Linked DNA regions of Mus musculus: regions 1, 3 and 4 are each linked to region 2. Evidence: chromatin contacts called from public HiChIP or PLAC-seq, capture Hi-C and promoter capture Hi-C data. All regions are on one chromosome and are shown on one strand. Each heading gives the region's core, a stretch centred on a gene start, on an enhancer-like site or on the middle of the called end of the contact. The rest is flanking DNA. Distances are from core to core; before and after follow the strand shown. Region 1 overlaps Kng2 (kininogen 2). Region 2 has its middle 45 kb from the start of Tra2b. Region 3 holds the start of Tbccd1 (TBCC domain containing 1). Region 4 overlaps Fetub (fetuin beta).

Region 1 (6,598 bases), core at 1,798-4,297, 710 kb after region 2:
ATGGAGGAGTATTCCTCTTTCTCCACATCCTTGCCAGCATCTGCTGTTACCTGAATTTTTTGATCTGTGACCTCAGTTTCTTGACAGCACCGATTATTCCAAGAATAAGGGTCCATGCTCCTCCCAGATGTATGACAGGAATGAGTTTACTTCAGATTGTTCAATATTGTTTGCTGCTGTTATTCAATTTAATCTTTAACCTCTCCTTCATATGACTGTACGGAAGAACATTATTTTGTCATGTGTGGCTTATCCCTGTGATTGTATACAGCTTGACCTCATGAGAATCCTACTGAGCTGACCTTTCTGAACCCTCACAGCAAATATTATCTGAAGCTCTGAATAAAGTTGGTTATTTCTCGAGACTGTAGTGTGCCTCAGTTATCAGCTCCATTCCCACACCCTTTAGAGTGGTGAGTTTAGCTGAGCTACATCAATAGGTGCCTGTTTTAATATATCTTCATGGCCACGGTAATACACTAACTCACCATTTTATAAAATGGAGCACATTGCAGATACATTATTTCTTTCAAGGTTAAAGAAAACTCCCTGACACCTAACTATCTGATAAAGTCAGTCGAATCCTGTGGCTCCTGGAGAAGAGCCCTCCCCCTGAATAGGATTGTCTTTCCATTGTTTATGTCACACAGTTTTTTTGTTATACTTGCTAAGCTTTACATTCAGTGTTTGTCATCTAAAAGAAATCATTGTGAGGTGATGTGCTGACCAGAAAGTATTCCTCTTTGTTTTCATATGAGTAGAACACAAGGCAAGAGGCTTTCTCATTAGTCAGCCCAAGAGGAGCCTTTCCTAGCCATCTGCCCTTGCTATTCCCTTGCAGGTGCTGTGCTAGGTTCTAGGGAGACATTAAGTGTCACATCTGTGAGGCAATGACAGTTAGGTACAAAGGACAGAGTGTAGACAGATAATTTCATGGGGTGGGCAAGAGCTAGGAAAGACAGGAGGCCAGAATGTGGTGAGGGGGACATCTATGGAAAAGATGAGCATGCTGAGCTAGAAGGAAGAAGGTGGCAAGAAGCATCAATAAGACATGTGAGAGGGGTGGAGGCAAAGAGAAGGGGCAGATGGCACTGAGAAATCAGGATGGGAAAGGAACCATAGTATGGGAGATGGCATCTATTCAGTTTGCCAGAGTGTCCAGTGTGACACAGAGAGGGCCAGTTTGATTTAGGGACTGTCAGAGAGAGAAGACGGTGCTCCAGGCAGGAGATACTGACTCTGTTTAGAATCACTGTCTACACCCAAAGCTCACAAGTTCTTTGGTAAATCTCATGAAAGCTGTAACCTCTCCCCAGGAAAATGCAAATATCCCAGGATTTACACAGGATTTTAGGGTTCCCATAGGCTCTCAGTAGAGAAGAATATGCTAATGTGGGATGAGGAACCCACTCAATGGTTTGCAATAAAACGATGTCAAATATTTTTATAGGTATTTATATTAAATTACCAAGGTGAGAGCCCTGTCTGATAGAGGATGGCTGCAGAGTGAGTGGTATGGTCAGCAGAGATGCCACCTCAGGATCCTTACCTCTTGGAACACACTTCCTGGGTGCCTACTGTCCTTGGACCTCTCCTCCCACCTCTGTCTCTCTCTCCCTCCCTCCTCCCCTCTTTCCTTTTGAGACAAGGCCTCATATACCCTAGGATATCATATCCCCCAGTGTGGGAATTACAGGTGTGCACTATCATATTTGGATGTAGTTGGATCTTAAATGTGCCACAAAATCCAATTTGTCAAGAGCCATTATAGATCAAGCTAATAACTAGTAGATGATCTTCCTGAGATGACCACCTTAGATTAACATCTATGATGGAACTCTAGTAGGCCCAGGGGAAAATCATTTTAGCAAAGATTCTTGCTATTAATATGCTTTTCCTGTTATTATTAAATAGATATGACAATCTCTAGGTATTAGCACCCCCTCCCCTTTGAACAGATTTCGACAGACTTTGAAGTTATACTGTCTTGTTATGATACTATATAGACTAATAGATGACTTTTCAACTTTTTATGATGATCCTATAGAATTCTTAAAATTATATCAGTATTTATTAAGCTCTTTTATAGTGGGACTGCTATTAGGTTCCCTTCTGATAGTCAAAACTGCAATGAGAATTCTGCCAGTCTCCCATTGTGTCACCAGTTAATTGCTTCTACTACTCAGAGCACATTTTAAGAGGTTGTAACAAAGGTCATTAAAAAGGAAGTAACAATTTATTATAAGTGCTTGGACAGAAGATAAAATATTGACTGGGTTTATCAATACAAAACTTAACTAATAACTTAGTTATGACTTTTAACTTTCAATGAACCTGGAGAGCTGTGACAGGTTATTGATTTTTAGCAAGATAATTACTCCTACTGGATATGCATGTAAACATTCTCAATTGCAAACTTCTATTTCAGTTTATGATTTGAATTTATGTGTGAAATTGTGGTAAGCTTTTTAGCATGTGATCATGTATTCTGAAAGATGAATAAGTGCTGAGGAAAAAGAGAAGAGTCAAAACTGAGCTGAGGAGAATTTTTTAGACAGAACTGAATTCAAGAAGAAGTATACGCATAGTATTGGGAGAAAAGGCATTGAGAGTAAGAGTATTATTGTGACACCAGGACAGGAGGAGAGAGCAAGCTTAAAAGGAGAATGCAGAGTGGAATTGCTATGTCCACTCCAGTGAAGTCTGCTTGGCAGGCTGAGAGGCCTGGAAGCACTCACGAGGCAGAGATTCAAGGAAACTCAACCTCCTGGAACCTTGGCATTCTCATAACCTGTATACTCATACCCTATCCCTGAGTTAGTCTGGTGTATGGATCCACGTGCTCTCTTTCAGTATTGTTTTATTATAAGTGTCTTTAAAGATTGAATTTTAACATAGGTGAACCTCCACCAGTGTTCCAACATCCTAGAAAATCCTTGAAGCCTACTAGCTTGGAATTCAGTAGGGATTCAGTGAGAAGGTTACCTATTCAGTAACATTCAAATTTACTTCTTCTAGTAGAGAAGGTGAAACTAATTAGGCATTACAAAGAAGGGAGCTAGAATAGCTCAGAGCTAGTCTGCAGAGTGATTATTTAGGACCGTAGCCAGTCTTACCCAAACAAGGGAATACACAATGGCCTAGCTAATAGATGGGTTTACCATGAAAGAGTTAGGGAATCCCACTGAGACAGGAATCTTCACTACAGCCTGGTATAGCAGGCTACATTGTTTATTAGAAGCAAGTTGGTGAATTCTTCTGACAAATGGAGATTCCCCACAGATACTTATAAGAACAGCCAAGTTTCACTCATGCAAGAATTTATCAAGGCCTAGGAAATAGGGGTTTGTGGTATTGCATTATTCATGAGAAGGTCTGCTAGAGCAAAACCCCCTGGTGCTAGCTTTCACAAGGCTCAAAGGAGTAGCACAAATTGTGACTAGGGTGTGAAATCCTTACCTGTCATTAGCTGACCCTAGGCAGGGCTGTTTTAACTTTACTGTAAATATTACCTGGTTCCTGTAAGTCCTTTTGAAGTCATTCCTTTGTTTTGTGCCAAGTAACTTCAATGTACTTTGTCTGCTGTGACATCCTACCCCTTTGTTTTCGGTATTATATAAGACTGGTGTTCACTTTGTGAAAATACACTCAGATTCTCCACACTCTCTCATGTCGCTTCTGTTTGTCACTCACCAACTCTATGCCCATTTGTCCAAGACTCTGATTCACACGGATCGAGGAGGGCCCACTGAGCCCGGTCCCTGGTATGGAATAACGTAGAAACTAGAGATAACACAAAAAACTAAGAGACCAATATGTAGAATGCAGAGGGAAAGAAGAAAAAAGAAGCTGCAGAGAGCAGCAGAATCAGGCAGACTTCCTCTTCCGTGGGACAGAATAGATCTTCTCTTAATAACAAAGCAGGCTTAGTCTTATTAAAGGGACAAAGCTTTCTTCTTACAAACTTGGGTTTAATTCATTTAGCATTAAAAGGTTAGAAGCTTTTTTCTTTCTCTATGCAATAAAGATTGGGGTTCATTTTTCATCCAGAATGACTGAGATCTTTCTACACTTACACTTGGGCTTTTGTTCCATATACATATGTAAGTATAGATGTAATTGTGAAAATGCATGCAAGCAGGCCCCAACTGATTTGAATGGGAATGTATAAATGCACATCCATGAATCTATATATATGTGAATTTATGCATATTTGCTTATGTAAAAGTTTTCCTTCTGTGAGTGTGAGCATGATTCTCTTGTCCTAGTGTCAATAAAAGTTTATTGCTTCAAACTTCCCCCTAATGTGACAAGCAAGAGGCATCTGGACAAAAAGGAAAGGCTCAAGCAATTAATCCATGGCTTAATCTCCTACTATTTTAAGATGAGGTGATAAGTGTGAGAGACTGTAGTTTCTGGTCTCAGAGAAACACAGGAGGAAAGTCAGCTAGACTAGCAAAGTAACTTAAACTTAGATAAATAAATTTTTATTATTATACATCAACCGTAAATATCTTGTAAGACATACTTTCCCCTCCACTGCCTCAAAAACAACCAATGAGAAAGAAGACCCTGTGGGGGCTGGCCCCTGGAACCAATTGAGGTAATTTTTTGCAGTAGCCAAAAGCTGACAACACAATAGGTGTGATCTAGTCAGTAGACTAAGTCTTGGGCTATTCTGCTGATATTCAACCCCCTACATTGCTTGCTGCTCAACACAGCTCTCCTCAGGACTGTGTGGTGTAAGGCATCTCTACTGCTGTCAGAAACTGTTTTCCCTTCTCTTCTTGCGGAAGAAGTTGGATCAGGGAACTGGGCAGTTTTACAACTGTAGAGAATTTGAAGGGAATGTTGGGCAACTCACAGATCAAATGAGGTGAAAGCCACAGGAGCTGTGGAGATGAGCAGGGTGGATTTACCCCCCCCCCACACACACACACACACACACACCAGCCAGCTCTCATTCAAGACAGAACAGAGTAGAAGAGAGCAGGTTTGAGGGACGGAAGAGTAAGAAGTGTGATGTTCCTCTCCTGGGTAACTGAGTGCCTTCCATTCTGCATATTTCTATACAGATGGTTTTCAAATAGGAATAGAACTTTTCATTGCTGATGGGAGCTGATGATCTCTTCTCTGCTTTGGGGTGATTTCTTTAAATGCAACTCCTTACTTCAAGAGCTGAAGTTCAGAGCCTTTGCAGGTTCTATATGGACAACTTAGGCCAGTGTTTGGAAAACATGCCCCTATGGTGAGTAACCATATCAAAGTCAAAGATGCTGGTCCGGGGCATATTCATATTCTCTCTCTCTCTCTCTCTCTCTCTCTCTCTCTCTCTCTCTCTCTCTCTCTCTCTCTCTCTCTCTCTCCCATTCTCTCTCTCTCTTTCCCTTCCTCCCTTTCTTTCTCCCTCCCTCTGTCTTCACCTTGTAGAGGCCAGCTCCAAGAAGGTTTTCATGATTGGCATCACCCAAACAAACTCATCCCTCTACAAACTTTGGCACCTTTACAACACTATACAAAATGATAATAATGGCTATATCTGTTCATAAGTTGCTTTTTATTTTTATTCTTTTTTAAAGATTTGTTTATTTATTTCATTTATACAAGTACAACTGTCGCTGTCTTCAGACACACCAGAAGAGGGCATCAGATCTCATTACAGATGGTTGTGAGCTACCATGTGGTTGCTGGGAGTTGAACTCAGGAGCTCTGGAAAAGCAGTCAGTGTTCTTAACCACTGAGCCATCATCTCTCCAACCCTTATTTTTATGCTTAAAGGAGGGTTTTTTTTTTCTTTTTTAACTAAGGACCTTCTTTAATCACTCTCCTACAGAGTATCTGTATAACCTTAGGTAAGTTACTTCACTGTTCAAACTCAGTTTCCTCTTTTGAAAAATGAGGCTATAACACCACACTGACTGACCTATAGTAGTTGGAGGAGTTAATGTATGTAAAGTCCCCAGATCATAAGTGCTCAGTGAGTGTCAGCACATTGCATGTTTAGATTTATCACCTCATTTCCTAGCATCCCATCCTGTCAAGGGTGCAGTTCTATCATGGCCTTCCGAGTGAAGGAAAAGGAAGATGATAAAAATTTAAAATGAAGCTGGATTTGGAGGTGTACAACTTTAGTCCCCGCACTGAGGAAACAGAGGGAGGTGGACCTCTAGACCATCCTGGTCTAGAAAGCCAGCTCTAAGACAGTCAGGACTATTGTTACACCAAGAAACAATAGTCCTTTAAAAAAAAAAAAAAGCGTAACCAAGAACAAACAAACAAGAAATGAAACAAACAAAAAAGAAGTGTTAAGGTTTGGTCTTTTGGTTTTTGTTGTAATGCTAAGTGCAAGCCCTCAGGACCTGACTGTCCCAGAGCACATACACCATGGCTGCAAGTTATTTCTGATTGATAAATAAAGATGCCAACAGCTAACAGCTTCATAGAGGAAACATAAGTAGGGCTTAGGTTTCCTAGGCAGGGGGTCAGACAGGGACCTCTAAGGAAAGGAAGGTGAAGAAGGAGAAGCCACCATGGCGTGGGTGAGCATCAAAAACATGGCTCTGTGGGCTGGCCAATTGGGGTTAAGAGCAATCCAGAT
Region 2 (7,064 bases), core at 4,288-6,787:
GACACAAGATGGGGCAGGGAGGAAATGAGTCATTGCCTAACTGTTACAGAGTTTCTATTAAAGTGGATAGCAGGGGCCACAGATACATAGTACTGTGAATGTAGTAATTGCCAATGAATTGTACAGTTGAAATGGCAAGTTTTGAGTTGTATATATTTATGCCATCATAAAAATTTCCAAACCATCATAACTTGAGAAGATGGTTGAAGATACTGGGCAGAGTTTTGCCCTAGTGATGAGAACAGGAAGTAGAAACTAGCCACGAAGTCTTAGGTCAGGGGCCCTGAAAGCCAGCGGCTCTAATTATTTTTTTTTAAATTAATATTAGTGTGGGCATGGGCATACTTGCCACAGAGCATGTGGAGGTCAGAGGGCAACTCTGTGGAGCTGGTCCTTTCTGTGGGCCCAGGGATCAAACTCAGATGGGCAGAGCCTTTGCCTGCTGAGCCATTTCTCAGTCCCTGATAATTACTTTTGACTAGAAGCCTGACCTGCCCTTGGTTTTGTCGTAGTTAGAGGACAAGAATGTCAGGAGGGAGCTCTGGCTCTTCATCTGCTTTGGCCTTATCTTTCCTGCCTTTGATACAGCCGAAATGAGCACCGAGAAACTGTGAGTGAAGATTTGACCACGAGTGAGAGGCACCTGGACACCTTGCAGGAAGGTCAGCTGGACTGACCAGCCATATCTCAATGCTTGCCTAGTTTTTGTCCTGTAGAAAGCCCTAGACTAGCAGCTCAATGGGCATCTCTCTCTCTCTCTCTCTCTCTCTCTCTCTCTCTCTCTCTCTCTCTCTCTCTCTCTCTCTCTCTCTCTCTCTCTGTCTCTCTCCCTCTCCCTCTCCCTCTCCCTCTCTCCTTCTCATAAACTCCTACATAGAATCCTAGAATAAAACTCTCCACATTCACCCTTCTATTTTCTGAAATGTTTATTCTTCAGGTTTGAGAGACAGGACATGGAAGCTCCTGGCTTGGTGTGGCTTTGGTGGCCACTGATTTTTGTTGCCACCTTAGTTCTGGGCCGTACACACCTGAGGCAGAAAAGCCTTTGTGGCTCCCATGGACAATCTCCCCCTCTTGTCTCACCAGTGACAGGATGGATGTAGAGCATTTAGAAGTTTTGTCACCTTTAGTATTTTGTTTAAAATGATCACCCTCGTATGCACAAAGCGTACACCAGAGTAATACATTCAAACAAATGGCTCGCGAGAACATAGTCCTTGGGGTAGGCATAGATACTAAAGGGCACAAGTGTTTGGTTTGCTCAGTTTGGTTTGGTCTTTTCAAGACAGGGTTCCCCTGTGCAGTGTTGGCTGGCCTGGAATTCACAGGGATCTGCTCGCCTCTGCCTTGGTGCTGGGAGTAGAGGCAGGTGCCACCACTGGCCAGCTAAGGGCACAAATTTTAAAAACAACTTGAGGACCATGTATCCACATATAGTTTGGCCTAAAAGACCTACGTTATGCACTGGCCTTTTAACCTTTAAAACTGAGCCAAATCAAACTTGTATTTTATGAAGTTTAAAAAAATCTTTCTATAGAACTTTCTGAAGAATGTTTTATTGAGTGGACAAGCATATGCATTAGTTATGAAATTCAGCCAAGCATAGGGGCACATACCTGCAATCCCAGCACCCTGAGGTTGAAGCAGGTAGACTGCCTAGAGTGTAAGACCAATCTGGACTACATACTAGGTTCTAGGTGAGACCAGGCTACAGCCTGAGGCCTGCCTCAAAAAGCCAAGAACCATACCAAAACATTAAGAACCTCTTGAGTTTTGCCTCAAGATTGAGCATTTGCTCTTATCCATTTATTAGCCCATCCACTATATCGTCATTCGATTATCAGCTGCCCTGCATCTAAATTCTGCAACCCATGTTGTAGCATTGGTGTTGGGGTGCATTTGTGGATATCTCTCTCCTGTGCATTTCTTACTTAAGTGGTCCATTGGCCCAGGCTGATATGGTGCCCTCTCAGGTCTTGGTCACATTTATGACAAGCCAAGCTGAAGAAGCCATCTAACCATTTGGCTCCTAGTGAAACCTGGAACATCTCCTAAGGCTGGGGACAGGGAGCTGGGGCTGAGGCCTGGCACGGACAGGGGGAGATGAGGAAAGAAGAGCTCATAGTCCCTGCGCATCGCACGTGGGCTAGTGCTTCCCATCCCACACTTAATTGTCTTATTTGCTGTTCTCCTGGCGCTGAGTGACTTGTGTTTGTTTTGTTCTTGTGAGACAGGATCTCGCATATCCCGGACTGATCTGGAATTTCCTGTGCCTCCACCTCCCAAGTGCTGAGACAGCAGGTGTTGTATGACAAAACTTTTCCTAGGGAGATACAATACCCACTTCTACTCACCCCAGATAGGTAGCCCAATGGAACCCTATCTAAGGCAGTGATGCACCCTGTAATCCCCACACTCAGGAGATAGAGGCGGGACGATCAGAAGGTCAAGGTAGTTAGTGGCTACACTGCAAGTCTGAGGCGACCTAAGATACATGAGACTCTGTCTCCAAAGGTCACAAAAAAAGGAGGAGAGAAATAAAGGTTTGGATGGTTGGGTTGATAAAAACGAGCAACTCAAACTTTAAGGGCGAGGGGTGGTCTACTTCTGCAAAGGCAGGGAACCCCAACCTCTCTGAGGCAAGTTACACGCACTTCAGGGAGTGGCTGAGCAAGAACAGGCGTGGTAGTGCTTCGGGGAAGGAGATCGTGGCTTGGGATCTGATTCTAGAAGGCCTTCAAGATGACAAACAGGCATTCTGACGACAGATTTCAGCTCTTGGGAAATCACACTGAGGCTTGTTGTCTTCCTTGGTGCCTTTTAAAGGACTCCACACAGGAACTGAGCCTAGATGCATTGCCCCAAAGTGGTGGTGGTGGTGAGGGGACCAAAACCAAGCTAGGAATAGGTGATTCATTCCTCATCTGGGTGGTCCAGGCAGGGTTAAGGAACTGCTGTCCCTTAACTAACTCTCAGGTCAGCGGGTTGCTGAGTGGCTCTTCCTGTCTGGGACAAGGCAGGGGCAGTCACTGGCCAATTCCCACTGCTGTAGGAAAGCAGGAGTACTTTTAGAATGTTCAACTGAGCTTGACAGAGGGGGTGAGACACCCACTTTAGGCACATCTATCTCATACAGCAGGAAGGGAAAAGAACTTCACACACTAATCGAAGACATTTGAAGATGGCCAGGTGTGGTGGTTCCTTTAATCTCAGCACTCAGAGTTGCACTCTGTGAGTTCCAGGCTAGCCTAGTCTATGTAGTGAGTTCAAGGCCACAGGCCACAGAGCTACTCAGTGAGGATGACAAACCCTTTATGTGGTACTTGTAGAAGGAAGCAATGGAGAAACTGGACCAATCTTCCCCAGGCTCCTTCATGGACCACACCACCCTGAGTCTTGATGTGCCCTGACCTGTGACCCCCTACCTGCCTACCAATCTTGACCTTCCCATTGCCTTAACTCCTGTGTCTAATCCTTCCCACCTTCCAGGTGCTTGCCACTAGATGGCAGGGCAGGTCTAGATGAGACAAAGTTTCCAGAACCTCGGTCCAGGTAGATTTTTTTTTTCAGGGCTTTTTTTGGGGTGGGGATAGAGTCAAAGGAGTTATGTGGGGCATAACTCCTTCAGGTCTCTTGTTTCTATGCTCTCAATCACCTCCATGATCAGTTTACAGACTTGTAACCTTGGAACCTTCTCTGGGTCTGACACTAAACTAGATGTTATGTCCGTCTGTCCGTCTGTCTGTGGTGTGGAACTCGGGGAAGTAGAAAAAGAACAGCTTATTGCAAGGCCTCAATCCAGCACAGCCTACACAGGAGTCAGGAGGACAAGCCTTCAGGGTAGACAAAGGGTGTCATGAGCTCAGAGCACAGAGTCTCTTAAGAGCCACAGAGCCCCATGAAGGATGCAGGACAAAAGGGAGGAGGTGGGGATGATGCCCCAGGTGCCTGGGTGTGAACAGCACCCTAACACTGGCAACTCCTAAGATGGTGGCTTCCTGACATTAGGGCTTGCCTCCTTGAGCAGGTTGATTTGGTGGCAGAGTAGGGACTTCGTGACCTGACACTGTAGGTATCATGTGGGAAATGTCCTGATCAGGGGAAGGAGTCAGAGCAGGGTGACAGATCCTGCTCTTTGGCAATAGGGAAGTGTGGGCCTGTGACTGTGGGGCTGCAGGGGCTGCGCAGCTGTAGCTCCTGTCTGTGTCATTACAAGGGTCAAGCGCTTGGCCCTGATGGGATGGAAGGAGTCACCCAACAGCTACACATCTGTTGTCTGCAGTTAGGTCAGCCTCTTCTTTTTCTTCATTAATGTGTGTGGCAAAGACTGGGGAGACGATGCCTGCTCTTCCTGGCACGCAGCTGGGCCTCATTTCCTAGTACATTCTGCAGTGAACTGCAGCTGTGTAGCCGACTTACAGATGCTCCAGTTACGATCAGAAGTGATGCAGGAGCCGGGCGAGGGCAGTGCACATCTTTAATCCCAGCACTTGGGAGGCAGAGGCAGGCGGGGGCTCTGAGTTCGAGGCCAGCCTGGTCTACAGAGTGAGTTCCAGGACACTCAGGGCTACATAGAGAAACCCTGTCTCAAAAAGCCAAAACTGAACCAAAACAAACAAACAAACAAAAAAAAACCCCAGAAGTGATGCAGGATGCTTCTAGGCTTGTGCACAGCTCTTAGCTCTGTTGCAATGCTACTTCATCCTCACCATGTACTGATGCTCACAGAAAACTACATTTAGGGAATGGTGGCCCCAGCTACAGAAACTTCATGTCGAAGAACAGCCCCAACTCAAGAGATAAATAAATTAAATAAATAAACAAGCATATCTCTTTAAGGGGCTAACATGACGGTCTATTAGTTAAGAATGTGTGCTGTTCTTCCCAAGGAACCCAGTTAATTCCCAGCACCTGCACTGAGCAGCTTAGTCTACCCGTGACTCCAGAGCCCAGAACTTCGGATGCTTTGGACCTCCTCGGGAGGCACTTGCACTAAGGTGTTTGTGCACACGCACACAATTGAAAATGGTAAACATTAAAATATAAAAAAATCCCACAGATTAGAAATACCTACTTTGAACTTTATTTGAACCAGAAATGAATTTCCATACAACTAAGGGCAATTCACGTTGTGCCTGTTTTACAAAGAGGAAAAAGGGATCAGAAAGGTCAAGTAATTTGCATAATGTCACAAGGTTGAAAGTAACTATCCTGAGTGAGCCTGACTGTTCAACTCTCTAGCCCAAATCCTGTCCATGGCAATCTACTGCTTCCAGTGTGAGGGACTAGTTCCTCAGTGCCTACGCTGTGCTTTCTCTTCCTATTTAAATCACCCCTCTGTAGATTGGGGGTCTAAGTTGCAAACCTAACAGAGGAAAGAATCCAAGGATCCCATTCTATAGCAAACGGCATAGGAGGAAACCTGAGAGCCGGATAGGGCTGGCAGAGCTGGCTCAAGCTGCAGGGCCTGGGTTCAAGCTCAGGAACCTGGAAGTTCTAAAGAGTTTTTGATTTCTAATGACACTCCTGCTGATCCTCTGTGTCCCTCCCATCTGGGCTCAGAGGTGACCTCTATGAGCTGCCCAGAGAGGCCCCAGTTACCTCTTTGTTCAACAATGGCCGAGATAACAAAAGGAAATCAGATGCAGGTGAAAGTTTATTTTTAACATTTCTGAGGCCAATGGGGGGATTTAACAGGAAAATCGGAGCTTTTCTGCTGTCTCTCTCCAAAAGTGGCTCTCATGCTTTTGGCTAGCCTGGACTCCAGTGTGCTTGGATCTTATCCAGGGGCTGATGGGGGACAGGGTAGACAGTGTAGTCTTTCTGGGCCTTCTTTTGGCAAGAAATAGACATTTGGGAGCTGGGAATGCAGCTCAGTTGTTAGAGTGCATGATTGCCCATGCTAGAGTGCATGCCCATGTTAGAGTGCATGATTGCCCAAGGTTATCCTTGGCTATACAATGATTTTGAGGCCAGCATCAGCTATGCTGGGGGGAGGGGAGGAGAGATTTCTTTGTTTGAAGTTGGAGTTCAGCTTGCCTTCCCTGGCTGTGATCAACAGCTCTGGAAGCCCAGCTGCTCAGGACATCTCATATACATACCATCCCTTTACCCTTCCATCAAACGGGACTGACACTTGAACAAATGTGTGGTAAAGGGGATGTTTGTTGGGCTCAAGGACATGTGGCTTTAGTTACAGTTGGGGAGGTTGAGGCAGGAGGCAGGAGGGCTGCAAGTTATGTGTAGTCTGCTTAAGAAAAAAACAACAAAAACCCACCACCCACCCAAACAAACAACAAAACACAAGGGAAAAGACTGTTCTGTGAAACCCTTAGCCCATCGTCTCAGCTCTATGGTTCTCTGACTAGCAGGCTCACCACCTTCCGGTTGGAGAAATTGGTAGTTCCTGACTTCCTGTCCTGGCTAATAGCACTTCCTCCACGTACCCAGCATTCCCCACTTTCCTCGATAGCAGCTCCTAAAATTCAACAAGGGTCAACTCAAGGCCGAATCTCTCACAGGGCACCTTGTTCTGTTTTCTGGTTGTTTTGGCTTCTCTTCCTTCTCCTGCTCCTCCTCCTCCTCTTCCTGTCCCTTTGAGATAGTGTCTCACTATGTAGCCATAGCTGACCTAAAATCTGCTCTGTGGACTCAGGTGGCCTTGAACTTGTAACTAACCTGCTTCCTCCTGTGCTGTGACCAAATTCTCAAGCCACCACACCCAGCCTGTTTTCTCACTGTAAACAAATTTTAATTCTTTGAAACTTTCATACAATTATTTGATTATATTCATACTCTACTCCTGCCCCCTAACTTCCGATCCATTTTACTTTTAGTGATCTGTTGACTTCAAGCTGTGTTGCTCATGTACTCACTCCTGGATGTGGTGCCTTCCACGGAATTCAAGGAAAACCAACTCCCTCCCCAGAAGCCGTCTATCCTTAATAACTTCTCAGTTAGGGGTGTGAGCTTATTTTCACTCCATGCTAGAATGTTCACTGGCTTGACTTCACTCAAGCTTTGAGCAGAAAACCACAGGTTCATGGGTACAACACTCCTCCTCC
Region 3 (7,048 bases), core at 4,146-6,645, 540 kb after region 2:
AATATTTTCATGCTGTATTGGACCTTACTAACATTTTTCTCTAGTGCCCCCTTAGCTGCTGACCCCGAGATCAACTAGCATTTACTTGGATCACGGGTGGAGGGCCTTCAGTGAGATCCTGACTACACTTTGCAGAAAGATTTCATTTCATAGGTATTATAATGCTAGTTTACCAACTCAGTAAAGAAGCTGAAAGGCATAAGCACACCATGAGGAAGAAAGGAAATCAGGTCACACAGGATGCTAGAGCAAACACAGCTGCAATGCTTAGAAACTTTACAACTGGGTAAAGGTACATATGACATGCAAGGGAGTGAGAAAACTCTCCAACAAGTCTAGGCAATAGTTAAAGAGTTTGAAGTGTCATGAATTAGTGGAAAAAGATACTCTCAGATGCCATAAGGTTTTTAATGAGAACTCTAGGGCCCCCAAGCTATACAAGTTGTCACCTGTGCTATTGGGTGCCCACAGAACTAGACAGAAAGACCCTCTTGCTGAAGAGGTCACACACTTTGGCTGCTGGACACAGAGAAATCAAGCTGGGATTAAGCTGGAAGCTTCCTCCCTATTGGCTAGTTTCCACAGTGCTTGAAAGGTGCTGTGTGAAGCTGAAAATTGCCACCAACGGTCTTCCCTATCACATGCCTTCTGATACAGGAGTAGCATGCCCATTGTAGATAAAACCAGCTTCTTTTCAATTAGAGTTAAGGCCTGCTCCACAGAAAGAAATGAAAGAAATTCATGGCCGGTATTATAAATCCAGTACTAAAACTCAGTCAAAAGTTTATGGCCGGGACGATCATAGGCCCTAGTGCAGAAGCCACTGCTGTGGATTTGCTAACTGAACATGATGGGCCTTCAAATTGTCTACATGGTTATGCTTATGCCCAGTAAGTTACTGCTGCTGTCATCTCTGGACCACAAAACTTTTTGAAGTGGGCAACAGTTCTGTAGAAACAAAAGTGGTCAAAGTAGAAAAGAGTGACTGTGGGGTGCTCAGCCCTAAATAGGCCATCTCTATCACCAATATCTACACCATCTATACCTATATCACCTGTAGCACCTACTCATTCACCCAAGGCTCCACGAATGCAGAGGGAGGAGAAGGGAGAGGGGGTGTTATGCCATGGAATGCTGTCTACCAAGCATGATGTGACTATGGAGCGCTTGAACTTAACTATGATTAACTGCAGTGCACACCCTGTGCCTGGCTATAAGAGACTTCCCTTTTAGTGTTTTGTTATGGAGGCTGCCCTTCTGAGGCTGTATGGCAGTTAACAGTTGCTAGTGGAGAGGCTCACCAGGCTGCCTCCCAGAGGATCTTCAGACAATTAACAGCAGCTAGGAGAAAACTTTTCTTGAGTGTTCCAGTTGCAAAATTGCCCAAGCTCCTCTAAGTAATTCTAATTAGAAACACACTTGGGTAGAACTGTTCCTTGGGTGGAGTGAAAAGCCCCCGGGTAAAGTTCACACACTAATCTTACTCTGCTTTTCCTCTTTCCATTCTCACCCACAGTGAACTTACCTAAGTGAACTATCTTAGTTCTTACTTGGTACTATTAGTGCCACATTGCACCCACAATGATCAGAGATCAAGGGATGACCTGCTTTTGATTTTTGTGACTATTACTGTATTTTGGACCCACACTTCGATAATGATTGTTTTTACAGACAACATTTATTCTCAGAGGAGTTTAAGAATTGTATCCAGTACCCCAAACACATGGGGCAAGACTTGGAATCATATATTTTAAGCCTTGAAAGATGACAACTGCCAGACCACAGATACCCAAGCCATCTGTCACAGTGGAGGGATAAAGGAGGCCTTCCCATGATAAAAACAGGATGGTGGAATTCATAACCAAAAGGCACCTGCTCCAGAAGGTATCAGAAGGAATCTGTCACAATGGAAAGAAAGATAAACATAGCCAGAAGGCCAAGAGAAAAGAAAAACCATGGAACAGAAGCTAAGTAAACAAGAGCTGGAAAATACCTACCAATATGGGATGGTTTGTACATGCATGGCCCAGGGAGTGGCACAGTTGGTGTGGCCCTGATGGAGTAGGTGTGGCCTTGTTGGAGTAGGTGTGTCACTGTGGGTGTGGGCTAAAAGACCCTTACCCTAGCTGCCTGCAGGTTAGTCTTCCACCAGCAGCCTCCAGATGAAGATGTAGAACTCTCAGCTCCGCCTGCACCATGCCTACCTGGATGCTGCCACGCTCGCACCTTGATCATAATAGACTGAATCTCTGAGCCTGTAAGCCAGCCCCAGTTAAATGTTGTCCGTAAGAGTTCCCTTGGTCATGGTGACTGTTTAGAGCAGTAAAACTCTAAGACACACTACAAATCAACAAAATGATGGAGAGTAATACTTATTTTCATTGATAATTGAATTTCTATTATCTTGATCCCCCAATCAAAAGACACAGGCTAGCAGACTGGATTAAAAAGAGGTAGGTAAGATCTACCTTTTTTGTTGCCTCCAAGAAATGCATCTCACCATCAACGACAGATACTACTAACCACCTTGGGGAGAAAGAATGGAAAAAGGTATTCAAAAAAAAAAAACAGATGGGTGTTGCTAATTTAGTATCTGACAAACTATATTTCAACCAAATCTATTCAGAAAAGATAAGGTCACTTTTAGTCAGCAATAATCAATCAAGAAGATGTTACTATTACAAATCATATATTCCCAAAACACAGACCACCCAATTATATAAAACAGATACTACTATAAATAGAGACAGATAGGATTGATTGAGAAGATGGCTCAGAAGTTAAGAGCACTGGCTGTTCTTACAAAGGACCCAAATTAATTCCCAGCACCCACGTGGCAGCTCACAACTGCCTGTAGCTCCTGTTTCAGGGGGTCTGACTCCCTCACAGACATATATGCAGGCAAAATACCAATGCACATAAAATAAAAATAAACTTTTAAAAAGTAAATATTCTATAAAAGAAAGACAGAGAATAGATGTGGACACAGATTAGCTCTAGCACAATAATGGAAGAGTTAAAGACCCCACTCTTGTCAGTACACAGGCTATCCTGACAACAAATAAACAGCAGAATTCAACAGCATCCTACATCACATAGACCTACCAGACCATCTACAAACACCCCCAGTCTTCTCAATATCTCATAGAACATGTAAGATGCAGCACATAACAACACACAAAGCAAGCCTTAACAAACACAGGAAAAATGAAATAATCTCATTATGTAATCTGTCATCAATAGACTAAAACTAGAAACCTCCTCGAGAGGAACTATAGAACACACACTAACTCATCAACTTCAATTCCAAGGGATTCTCCATCCTCTTCTGGCCTTTTTGAGCAAAAAGGCATGCACTCACTAGGTTACATGTAGGCAAAGCACCTGTCTTAGTCAGGGTTTTACTGCTGTGAACAGACACCATGACCAAGGCAAGTCTTATAAAAACAACATTTAATTGGGGCTGGCTTACAGGTTCAGAGGTTCAGTCCATTATCATCAAGGTGGGAGCATGGCAGTATCCAGGCAGGCATGGTGCAGGCAGAGCTGAGAGTTCTACGTCTTCATCCAAAGGCTGCTAGTGGAAGACTGACTTCCAGGCAACTAGAGTGAGGATCTTATACCCACACCCACAATGACACACCCATTCCAACCAAGTCACACCTATTCCAACAAGGCCACACCTTCAGATGGTGCCACTCCCTGGTCCAAGGCTATACAAACCATCACAGCACCCATGAACATCAAAATAAACCTTTTTCTTTCTCATTGAGGTTTTGGCAAAACATCAATGTTTGTTCCAGCACTATTCACAATAGCTAACTTACAGGATGGACTTAGGAGTTCAACAAGAGAATAAAGAAAATGTGGCTTATGTACAATGTTTTCTTCCAAACCATAGAAAATGCAGCTATAGGATACAAAAGATGGCTTAACCATTAAAGGTTAGGCTCACAAGCAAAAATTTAGGAATGCAATTTTGTTGTATACAGGAAAATGGATATAACTGGAGATAACTATCTTGTCTAGATGACTATCTTGTCTCAGAGAAACAAATACATGTTTTATCTCAATGTGTGGCTCCTAGATTTTATATAGGTACTTAAAATCACATATGTGTATATGGCAATGCCAAATCACCTAGAGAAACAAAAGGAATAACAGCACAGAGAGAAAAAGGTAAAAATATATACATTATACAGTTTGACTATACAAGAAAGTACCATATACAATGACTATACACAATGAAACATTTTTAAAAGGAAGGGAGTTGATTATTCTGGAACATGCTACGATATTTAATAGGTGAGGATATATATCATTAAATTAGACAGCTTTGTAAGTTACCATAGACTTGGCCTTTTACTTTGAGTGCAATGAAAAGCCACTAAAGGTTTTAAGCAGGAGAGGATGATTTGACATAGTTTTTAAAAAGCGGGAGTGCGCTGGGGATAGTTCAGTCCATAAAGCTTGCCACTTACTTGCCATACAAACAGGGGGTCTTGAATTCCGCCCATTGTAGCAACTGCAACAACAACGTCCTGGATTCCCAGCACTCAAGAGACAGAGACGGTTCTCGAGCTCCTGGGTCCACCAGCCTAGTCTAATCTGTGATCTCCAGGTTCCCTAGTGCGCTCCCGAGTGCACACAATCATAGGGTGGAGAGCAGAGGAACTTTAAAATAGTGTATCAAGATATGAAGTTTGGAGGCAGGGAGATCGGTTATGAGACCTTTGCAAGCAGGAGATAATTATGACTCAGAGGTGGAGCTATAGTGGACAAGCACACATTACGGTTCACTGATAAAAATCTGAATAGGTTATGCAGGAAGCTAAGCTGAGAAGCTGTCCTAAACAACTAGTTGTCTGAGGTAAACAAAACTGGAGAAAAGAGCAACCGATGAACAAGCTCTAGTGCCTTTTATTGATTGCATGCTTGCTGTGTGCAATTCTGCTAGGAAACTTGCAGGAAAAAAAAAAGTTTAATTAATTCCCAACACTGCCAGAGAACGCTTTGCCTTAGTTCTGTAGAAAACAGGTTCGAAAGTGGGGTGGAGATGGGGCTGCCTCACCGCTACGGAGTGCTGGAAGCCGAATCTTAACTTAAGTCGGTCTCTATGGCGGCGTCTCTACAAGGTACCAGGTCCCTCTTTTCCACGGTAGCGAGACTGTAATAAGTTAGTACTGGGAGAGCCTATCCCCAGGCAAGACGCCCCACGTACTTTGACACCTCCTGGGGTTGCACTTCGGTGAGCGCTCGCAAGTCACGTGTGCACATGGCGTAGCTTCCAGACTGGTAGTAAGACCTCTCTCAAGCAATTGGTCGGAATCGGGAAGGAGCCTCGCGATTGGTGGACATTCGGGTTTCCTACAGCAGCGCGCTCTTTCTCGGCTCCTAACTCTCTCCGGTTCTCAGCCGCTTCCGGGCGGCGCGAACCTCTGACGTTTTCTCTTCCCATTGGCCGGCGGACACGACGGCTGTTCTGCTGTCTGATTGGCTTCCCGCGCCGCCTCGGAGGTGAAGTGTACCGCGCTGATTGGCTGCGGAGTGGCGGCCGCGTGTGATGTCCCCGGCGGCGATTGGCCCACGCCTGGCTGCTCGCCGGCTCTGGGGCTCCCGGAAGGTGGCAGCTGAGGAAGGGGCGCGCTACCTGTCTCCGCGGCCGGGCAAGAGAGAGACCCCGGCGTGAGGCGGCCTCCCTGGGCCGGAAGGGCTGGTCAGCCGACGCAGCGGCACCGGAGGCTGAGAGGGTAGGACCAGGGGACGCCATGGCCCCGCAGAACCTGAGCACCTTCTGCCTGTTGCTGCTGTACCTCATCGGGACTGTGATCGCCGGGTGAGGAAGGGGGCTCCCGCGCGTGCAGCAAGAGGCCGAGGGGCGGCCCTTGCTGAGAAGGACGCGGGTGACATCGAGGAGTGAGGGAGGGGCACTGCCGGGTCGAGGGACAAGGGGGTAGTGTGGGCCAGGCTGGCGGTGCAGGGCCAGGTTTCCCCCAGGAAGAGCGGGGGTTGGTTGCAGAGCCAAATACCACGTTTGGGGATTGGAGGGAGTTAAGTGGCTGTGAGCAGAAGAAGGGAGGCGGACGTCTGAGGGATGAGGCTCTTGATGGAAATGAAGGAAGCGAGTGTCAAGCTGGGGTTGAGATTATAGATACGTCCTTGACGTCTGAGTTCCAGAGTGGGACTGTGGGTTACCCAGTTTGCAACAAGCCTCCAAAAGGCTGACACTAAAGTGGGTGGGCCATGATGCCATGTCAAATGAGGAGAGCAAGAAAGGAAGCCAAGCTCAGACTGAAGAAAGTTGGCTTGAGAGAGCAGCAAGACACTTTAGAGAGACCTTGTACTTCCCACCTTCTTGGGCTAACGAACCTGAACTGTCTTCTTGCCTCGCTGCCTCTCACCATGGTTCCTTCCTGAGCTGGATGGTCTGAGTGACAACAGTTCTCTAACAGGCGATAAAAACTGGGATTCTAGTCTCATGCCACTCTTAGGAATCCTACAAGCTTGAAGGAACTGTGTCAAGTTCCTGAAATCAGGGATAACTGTGCCAACTTTCAGGGAGAAAGAGCAGGCTTAAAGTTTCTCCCAGCATTTAAATGCATGCACGACCCTATAGATGTGGTGACTTAGGATATGGTATGTTGGACTTGTGTTCTAGAATGCCTTCACCCTCAATCCCTTCTTTGGGCTGATGAAAATAGGTGGGTCAGAACTCAAGGTCATTTTCAGCTATCGACTGAGTTCCAGATTTGCCTGGCCTATATCACATGCTATTTCAAATATATACATAACTGCAAAAATAAAAACACACCAAAAGCTCATAGATGTCAGATTTTGACAATTTATAGGTTGTTCATAATGGGAAACTCACTGCTTAGCATAGCTTTTAAAGTTATTTTCTTTATTTTGTTTTGTTTTGTTTGCTTTAATCTTATCATTTCTTCTTTGTGACATACTTTAAATTTCTCAAAGTTGACATTTCTTACATACACTTTATTGTTTTGTTCTTGTTTGATTAAGCCACGGAGTACCCAAGGTACATCAACAT
Region 4 (7,576 bases), core at 2,759-5,258, 630 kb after region 2:
GTATTGAGCACATGTAACATGGCACACATGTGGAGTCAGAGGATAACATGGTGTAGTTTGTTCTTTCCTTCCACCTTTACATGGGGTCTGGGGAGTTGAACTCGGGTCGCTGGGCTTGCAAGAGCATGATGTTCCATGCTGAGCCCTACCATTCTAACCGCCCCCACTCTGTGTTTTTCAATGAAATCAGGTGATGTGTTTCTAGGTGCCTATTTCCCAACCTCTTCTGGCTTCCCCCAAGATTCAGAATCACTTTACTTAGGCTCTGTAAACCCACACATATAGGAGATGAGCGTACCCTACTGTTTTAGGTCCAGTGGCAGCAGGTGCAGAATAAGGGAAGAACACTCAGGAACAACACAGTGAACTACACACTTGCATAGCCTAAGCCTTCAAGGTGCTAAATCCAGTGTCTCCAAGAAGCCTCTCTCACCTCAGAGAGAATCACTTCCGTGAACATGTTCATTCTCTCTCCACAGACACTAAGTTCTTCCTGAGACGTAGCCTGATCTAGTCAGACAGGCTGCCTGGGCTTCCTCCCTGCTCTGTCCCTATAAGCTCTGCTGCCACCCCTTACCTGTCTGGGACTTGGTACCCTCATCATCTGCCTGTTGTGATATCTAAGACCAGTGAGAAGGTTTGGATGCAGGGCACTATACTGGGTGTGGCATGAAACAAACAGTAAAAGAGGCCACCTGCTGCCACTCCTGGGAGCAAAGGCAACTCCCTGGGGACCCTGAGTACATCCTTTGGCCCCTCTGAACCACTGCTCTGAAGTGAACGGCCTCATGTCCAGCATCTGCAGGTCTTAGTTCTAGCTGTCCCTTACGTGTTTTGTTGTTGATCTTTCTGTCAAGAGGCCTGTTCCTGAGCTCAGTGGTTCTCAACTGCAGGTGGCAACACAGGGGTCACCTAAGACCATTGGAAAACACAGATGTTTACGTTATGATTCATAAGAAAAGCGAGGTTATGAAAATAATTTCACCACAACATGAACTGTCTCAAAGGGTCATGGCATTAGGAAGGTTGAGAACCACTGGTGTATCTGGCTTCTCTAAGCATTCAGAAATGCTCCAAGCAGAGACAAGTGTGTTAGCCCAGGCCTGGAAACCCAGCACTCAGGAGATGAGGTTGGAAATGATGAATCTGAGCCTGGGCTAGCTTAAGACCATGTAACAAACATGCAGTCACAAAACAGCTTTGCCTGGTGTGGGTTATGGCAGGGCATTCCCTGTAGACTTCTGCATCTAACAACATTGTTATTTCAGGCTCAGGTCCCTGGAGATGAGAACCCTGCTGTTACCCAGGGCCCTCAGAAACTCCCTCAGAAAAACACGGCCCCTACCAGCTCCCCCTCCGTAACTGCACCAAGAGGATCCATCCAGCACCTCCCCGAACTGGATGATGAGAAGCCCGAGGAGTCCAAGGGAGGGAGCCCTGAGGAAGCCTTTCCTGTGCAGCTGGATCTAACCACCAATCCCCAGGGGGACACACTAGATGTCTCCTTCCTGTACCTGGAGCCTGGGGACAAGAAGCTGGTGGTGCTGCCTTTCCCTGGAAAGGAACAGCGCTCCGCCGAGTGCCCAGGGCCCGAGAAGGAGAACAACCCTCTGGTTCTCCCACCCTGAGACTCCCTAGCAGGGTTTCATAGGGCTATGGTCCCCAGCACTAAATGGGAGGTGGTGGGGATTGGGAAGGACACAGACAATGAAATGTAGACAGGCTAATAAAGTGTGTCCTTTTGATGCTTCTTGGCTTCAACCTGTTGACTGAAACTGGAAATGAGACTAAATGCCCATGCTGGAGCACACTGGTTGGGTTCTGTATGCTGGGCAGCATCCTGTACAAACTGCCCAGACTCCAACTACCTTTTCATTTCTCGTTCCCTTTTTTAATCCTTTTAACATCTTTACTTATGCAGCACTGCCATAATACACATAAACCAGAAGGGCTATAATGTAACTAGAATATTTAACCTAACGGGTCTACCGGAATCTGAGGCTTACTGTTGTCACAAATGCTCTTTCCACAGTTTGTGACTATGATTTCAGTCTCTAGTAACTTTTGTCTTTTTTATGGTAAAAGGGCAAAAATTTCTTAGATGAGGTGCTATAGATATCCTCCAGCTTTCTTTTTAAAAATTATTTAAACATTTATACAGTATATTTTTATCATTTTCTTCTATTCTCGATCTCCTCCCAACTTCATGTTCTTTCTCTCTCTTAAAAGAAGGGGGGGGGGCACATACACACACAACACCAAACCTCCTCCCAAAGGCACAAAGGAAACAAAAACAAGCAAATCCATGGAGTCCATTTTTTTGTTGTTGGCTAATTACTCCTGAGCACGAGGCCTGTCCTGGAGTGTGGCCAATATGCACAGTGTCACTCCACTGAAGAAAACTGATTTCCCCTCTCCTAGGAGTTGTCATTAATTGCAAATAGCATTCTAGTTAGTGGCATCCACTCCCCTTCTCCATGCTGGAAGTTCATCTGGTTTGGGTTTATGCAGGTCTTGTGTGTGATGTCCCAGACTCTGGCTCTTACAATCTGTATTACTCTCCACACATGGTCTAGTTTGTGGGTCTCTGCATTAATTACCACCTATTTCAGAAGAGTAAGCTTCTCTGCTGAAGGCTGAGCAATACTCTGATCTATGGGTATTAGCAACATGTCATTTGGAGTCATTTTATTCTTATGTTCATTTAGCAGAATAATAGTAGTAGGTTTTCCCCTGGGTCCATTAGCATGTTGGATATGGGTTCCATCTCATGGAGCAGGGCTTAGCTTCACCTGAGAAGTGAGTGGTTGCTCTCACAACATCTGTACCACTATTGCACCAATGAGTATATGTTGCAGGCAAGTTGCTATTTTAGATCACAGCATTTGAAGCTATGAGAGATTGGTTATTACTGTGTGCAGAGCACCTTCCAACACCACGAATCCTATTCAGTAAGGTGAAGCTGCTGAGTACCAGCTCAACTCCTCCATGTTTGATAACATAAATACTTATTGCTTTGTCTCCTAGTTCATTGAATTACTGTCTCTATATGATATTATATATAATTATATATAATTTATTTTTATTTTGTGTTCATTGGTATTTTGCCTACATGTATGAGGGTATCACAAGCCCTTGAACTGGAGTTACAGACAGGTGTGAGCTGGCATGTGGGTGCTGGGAATTAAACCTGGAACCTGGATCCTCTGGGAAGAGCAGACAGGGCTTGTCTTAGTTAATGTTTCATTGTTTTGAAGAGACATCATGACCAAGGCAACTCTCATAAAGGGAAAGAGTTAACTGGGGCTGGCTCACAGTTTTAGAAGTTTAGTCTATTATCATCATAGGGGGAAAGCATGACATTGTGCAGGCAGACTTGGTGCTGGAGAAGCCGAGAGTTCTACATCTTGATCTGAATGCATTAGGAGACTGTCCTATATTCCACACTGGGCAGAGTGTGAACAGATATATGACTTCAAAGCCTACCTCCACAGTGACACACTTCCTCCAACAAGGCCACACCTCCTAACAGTGCCACACCAATGGGCCAAGCATTCAAATACATGAGTCTATGGAAGCCATACCTATTCTTAACTGTTAAGCTATCTCTCCAGCCTCTGAAATTTTCTTCACATTTCTCCTAAACTAATTACTTTGAACTCTTTGTCAACCAGCCTCCCCTTAAAGGCCTAGCCTGGAATGCCTGTACTATTTCCAGCCCTCAGCCTCTTTTTATGTGCCTTGAAAGTCTTGGGTTGTCTTAGTTAGGTAGGGTTTTACTGCTGTGAACAGACACCATGACCAAGGCAACTCTTATAAAAACAGCATTTAGTTGGGGCTGGCTTACAGATTCAGAGATTCAGCCCAGTATCATCAAGGTGGGAACATGGCAGCATCCAGGCAGGCATGGCACAGGAGGATCTGAGAGTTCTACATATTCATCTGAACACTGCTAGCAGAAGACTGGCTTCTAGGAAGCTAAGACAAGGGTCTTAAAGTCCAAGCCCATAGTGACACACCTATTCCAACAAGGCCACACCTTCAAATAGTACAGCTACCTGGGCTAAGCATATACAAACTATCACAGGGGTATTAACAGTAGCCCTGCTCTGTGTGTGTGTGTGTGTGTGTGTGTGTGTGTGTGTGTGTGTGTGTGTGTGTGTCTGTCTGTCTGTCTGTCTGTCTGTCTGTCCTGTGCCATCCATTGGAAACAGAAGATACACTGAAAGTATAACAACATAAAAACAGAATTCTAGGCCTTTAGGCCCAGGCTTGGGAATGTGGCCTTTGTAAAGGTATGCTAATCATAAAACAAATAGTGACATTCCTCCATCCACCCACTTCCTGGGTTCAAAGAGTGCTCATTCAAAGAAAGTCACCCAGAACCTGCAATGCAAATGTGCTATTGTTAGGGGCTCTTAGAAGCTGTCTTGAGAGTTAACAATTACCAGGTATTCCTTGTGACTCTTGTAACTTTACACTTCCTTGTGACTCTTAACTAGTATCTTTGGTATCTTCCAACAACACCCTCCCCACTTCCTTAAGTTGTGGTTTCTTCCTTTAAATACCCCCTTACCCAGCTACTCGGGGCGCCACGGTCCTCTACCCCTGCGTGGTGTATGACCATGGGCCCGAGAGCTCTCTTGAATAAAAATCCTCTTGCAATTTGCAGCAAGACCCGTTTCTTGTGGGTGATTTTGGGGTGTCGCCTCTCCTGAGTCTGAACGTGGGGGAGTCCTCACGTTGTGGGTCTTTCAACACCACTCTCCATTGTTATACAAACTCTTAGAACAAACATCAAAGAGACTGAAGGGTCCATCATGACATTCAATTGTAGTCTTCCCTTTTCTATATTTAAAAAAAAATCATGAGACCAATTTCCTCTGTTAGAAACACACACACACACACACACACACACACACACGATCACTCAGGATCTGACTAAAAAGCAGAATGGCAAATCAATCCAACCAAAAATGTATAGGTAATGGCCTGCAATAAACACTTTAGACCAGAGAAGAGAAGGACAAAAGATGTTGCAATACCTGGAGAATAGCCGTAATAGGAGACCTTTAGTATCCCAGGCCACAAAGGCAGGTAGGAAGAGAGGTGGTACTACCCAAGCCCAGTATGAGCTGAACTATGGATCAGATCCTGCCTGGAAAGGACAACCTTGGTAATAGAATAGAGAACCTGAGACTGATCAACTCCATAAATATGCTGCCTTTTTCCTCCCTCAGTCCAATCTTCTCTAGACATTGGCTCTTTGAGTCCAATAGTAAACCAACCAGTACAGAAGCTGGCATTTGCTAATCCCTGTAGGCTTAGAATTTTCAAAACCTACTTTAATAAGGGTTTTCAAATGCTCCAAACCCCCTTCTAGCCCACCATCTAAATGTAGGGGAGAAAAGATGGTAAATAGAACAAGGGATGTAGACCTGTTTAGAAGTAGTTCTTGCAGGCGTTCTCTCAGTAGCTCTTTCAGTTGTCAGGATACCAGTAGTCCAGTTCATTAGTGTCAGGATACCAGACACAAATTAGCAGCAGTGGCATGATCCAGCAGAAACAGCTAGGCCTTCACAGAATGGGCATGAATCATTGGGAGTGACCAGAACTTACTGGGGTGCCAGAAGTTCTCTACTATGCCTCCCTCAACTAAGCAAAGATGCAAGACCAACCAAGCATTGCAAGGCTAGCTATGTAAGTGCCCCATCATTGTTCACTGAGTACTATTTATACTCTCTCCAAACATCATGTGTCCTCATGAGGGTCTTGCCTTAGCAAAACACCATGTGAGTCCTCCTCAGCAAGATACTGAAAGGAAATAAAACTGTAATTCATGTAATGTATGTTAAATAGCCCAAAGAGTTGTTTGTGAGCTTTAAAACCTGGGGCTGAGAACACAGCAGAACAGACCAGGACATGCCCGGGCAAGCCCATCGCCTCCCTAGCTCCCACCCCTCTGACCTAAGTTAAATGTTACAGGCTGCTGATGTTTAAATGGACCAATCATGTGAAACCGCGCCAATTCCTTCCCCAGCCCACTCCTTTTCTATAAAAACCCCTAGCTTCCAAGCCTCGTGGTCGAATCCACTGTCTCCTGTTGTGTGAGATACGTTTCGACCCGGAGCTCCGCCATTAAAAAACCTCTTGTTGTTACATCAAGGTGTTGTGTTCTATTCGCGATTCTTGGGTGCACGCCGAATCGGGAGCTGAGTGGGGGTTTCCCCACTGAGTTCTTTCAATACCATGTGAATCTGCATCACCTGACACAACCAGAAACTTGTACTACAAATCCCTGGGAATCCTGGGAAATAGGGCCAGATAGAGAAAGTCAAACAGAGGTAGACCTGGGAGCAAACAGAGAAAGACCATCACCCGTCCCAGCAGAGGATTTTCCTAAGGGTAATCTACAAGCCACACTGAAACAAAGATGGAAAGGACCTTGGGCTTTGTAACTCCCTCTAACTGTGACCTTCTTCTTTTCTTGACTGAATTCTTGGATTAGGCTGTTCTTGTACTCAACACTCCTTGTCCACCATTCTTTTTTTCTCACAAACTACTAATTGAATGCTAAGAACATCCTTAGTCTAAAGTCAAATCAGGGTTTTTGTTTACATCTACTTCTGCTCTTTGAGCTTTGGTAATGCTGGCTTGATTTTCAAACTTTCTCAAGTAGACATCATCCTCACTTCTGTGTGTTTTGTAGGGGGATTTCCCCTACTTATTTGAATGGCTAATAAAGACAAGAAGCCAATCATTGGGCGAAAATAAGGAGGCAGGTTTTCCAGGTCCCAGAGAGGAAGAGGAGGATAAGAGAGCAAGAAAGGAGTTTTGGGGTGAGGTGGTAAAGAGAGAGGACACGCAGAATGTAGGCCACAGAGATGTTAGACCTGGTGGCAGCCTGTGCCACCAGAAGAATTCCAACATAGAATAGCTGATGATCTTAGGACAATAGATTCCCATTCCTCTCCCAACATGTGTCATCTGGTTATGACACATAAATATTAATCTTAAATATTAAGATTGCTGGTGTTTTCCATTCTCAACAATTCAGGTGGACAAGTGAGAGGGTGTAGCCACGTGGTGGCCATTGGCAGAGCCTGCCACGGGGTGGATGGATGATGAAAATCGAATTTGAACATAGCTCCAGGTGTTCTCAGGAGGGACATTTGCTGGGCAGCTTAGCAAAGACAGCCAGAGGAACTGGTGGTGGTCATGGTCTAAGGCCAATGCACCCGGTAAGAAATAGAAAGAGACTGAAGCAGCTTGGTGAAGCTAGCTGTGGGGGCTGGGCGACACCATCATTGCCAATATTTAGCCAGAGCCAGTGTGGGTTTATTTAAAATTACACACTATAGCCATGTGTGACGGCACACACCTTTAATCCCAGAGCCAGAGGCAGAAGGATTTCTGAGTTTGAGGCCAGCCTGGTCTACAGAGTGAGTTCCAGGACAGCCAAGGCTATACAGAGAAACCCTGCCTCGAAAACCAAAGAAACAAGAAAAAAAAAATTACACACTACAGTGCTTCTTGCCTTGCCAAAAACACTGTCTGAGACCCAAGCTCAAATTCC

The links. Promoter capture Hi-C pulls out the DNA fragments that hold promoters and counts their contacts. HiChIP or PLAC-seq counts read pairs in DNA pulled down with a chosen protein or histone mark. Capture Hi-C pulls out chosen DNA fragments and counts their contacts.
Region 1: a capture Hi-C map of embryonic stem cells shows a contact between it and region 2, with 3 times the contacts expected there. The contact joins two enhancer-like sites.
Region 3: a promoter capture Hi-C map of embryonic stem cells shows a contact between it and region 2, with 6 times the contacts expected there. The contact joins the promoter of Tbccd1 here to the enhancer-like site in region 2. A contact is called at or near these places in 9 of 39 promoter capture datasets (the 3T3-L1 cell line, the C10 cell line, cranial neural crest and 4 more), 1 of 484 Hi-C or Micro-C datasets (cortical neurons), 17 of 115 datasets of contacts at active chromatin or transcription factors (the NIH/3T3 cell line, bone marrow-derived macrophages, cardiomyocytes and 11 more) and 1 of 9 other capture datasets (adipose tissue).
Region 4: a contact with region 2 is called in an H3K27ac HiChIP or PLAC-seq map of embryonic stem cells, with 4 times the contacts expected there. The contact joins two enhancer-like sites. A contact is called at or near these places in 5 of 39 promoter capture datasets (the 3T3-L1 cell line, the C10 cell line, embryonic stem cells and 1 more), 3 of 484 Hi-C or Micro-C datasets (the N1E-115 cell line and embryonic stem cells), 1 of 115 datasets of contacts at active chromatin or transcription factors (embryonic stem cells) and 2 of 9 other capture datasets (embryonic stem cells and liver).

Annotation. Positions count from the first base shown.
Region 1 is chr16:23,017,649-23,024,246 of GRCm38.p6, forward strand. All of the region lies in intron 3 of Kng2 (kininogen 2), which reads right to left. Among named protein-coding and RNA genes, the nearest start is that of Kng2, 8.2 kb to the right of the region's middle. Within about 2 kb of position 3,048, at least 16 of the 459 cell types and tissues checked have an H3K27ac peak or open chromatin away from gene starts, as enhancers often do. A contact at or near this core is called in embryonic stem cells, where this site is marked.
Region 2 is chr16:22,307,349-22,314,412 of GRCm38.p6, forward strand. No RefSeq gene overlaps it. Among named protein-coding and RNA genes, the nearest start is that of Tra2b, 45 kb to the left of the region's middle. Within about 2 kb of position 5,538, at least 8 of the 459 cell types and tissues checked have an H3K27ac peak or open chromatin away from gene starts, as enhancers often do. A contact at or near this core is called in embryonic stem cells, where this site is marked.
Region 3 is chr16:22,852,274-22,859,321 of GRCm38.p6, forward strand. It overlaps Tbccd1 (TBCC domain containing 1), which reads right to left and starts at 5,396. Exons shown (of 8, transcript NM_001081368.2): 1 at 5,072-5,396. Dnajb11 (DnaJ heat shock protein family (Hsp40) member B11) reads left to right here and starts at 5,572. Exons shown (of 10, transcript NM_001190804.1): 1 at 5,572-5,836. The coding sequence starts at 5,769.
Region 4 is chr16:22,938,008-22,945,583 of GRCm38.p6, forward strand. Fetub (fetuin beta) reads left to right here. Exons shown (of 8, transcript NM_021564.2): 8 at 1,269-1,761. The coding sequence ends at 1,628. Among named protein-coding and RNA genes, the nearest start is that of Hrg, 9.3 kb to the right of the region's middle. Within about 2 kb of position 4,009, at least 8 of the 459 cell types and tissues checked have an H3K27ac peak or open chromatin away from gene starts, as enhancers often do. A contact at or near this core is called in embryonic stem cells, where this site is marked.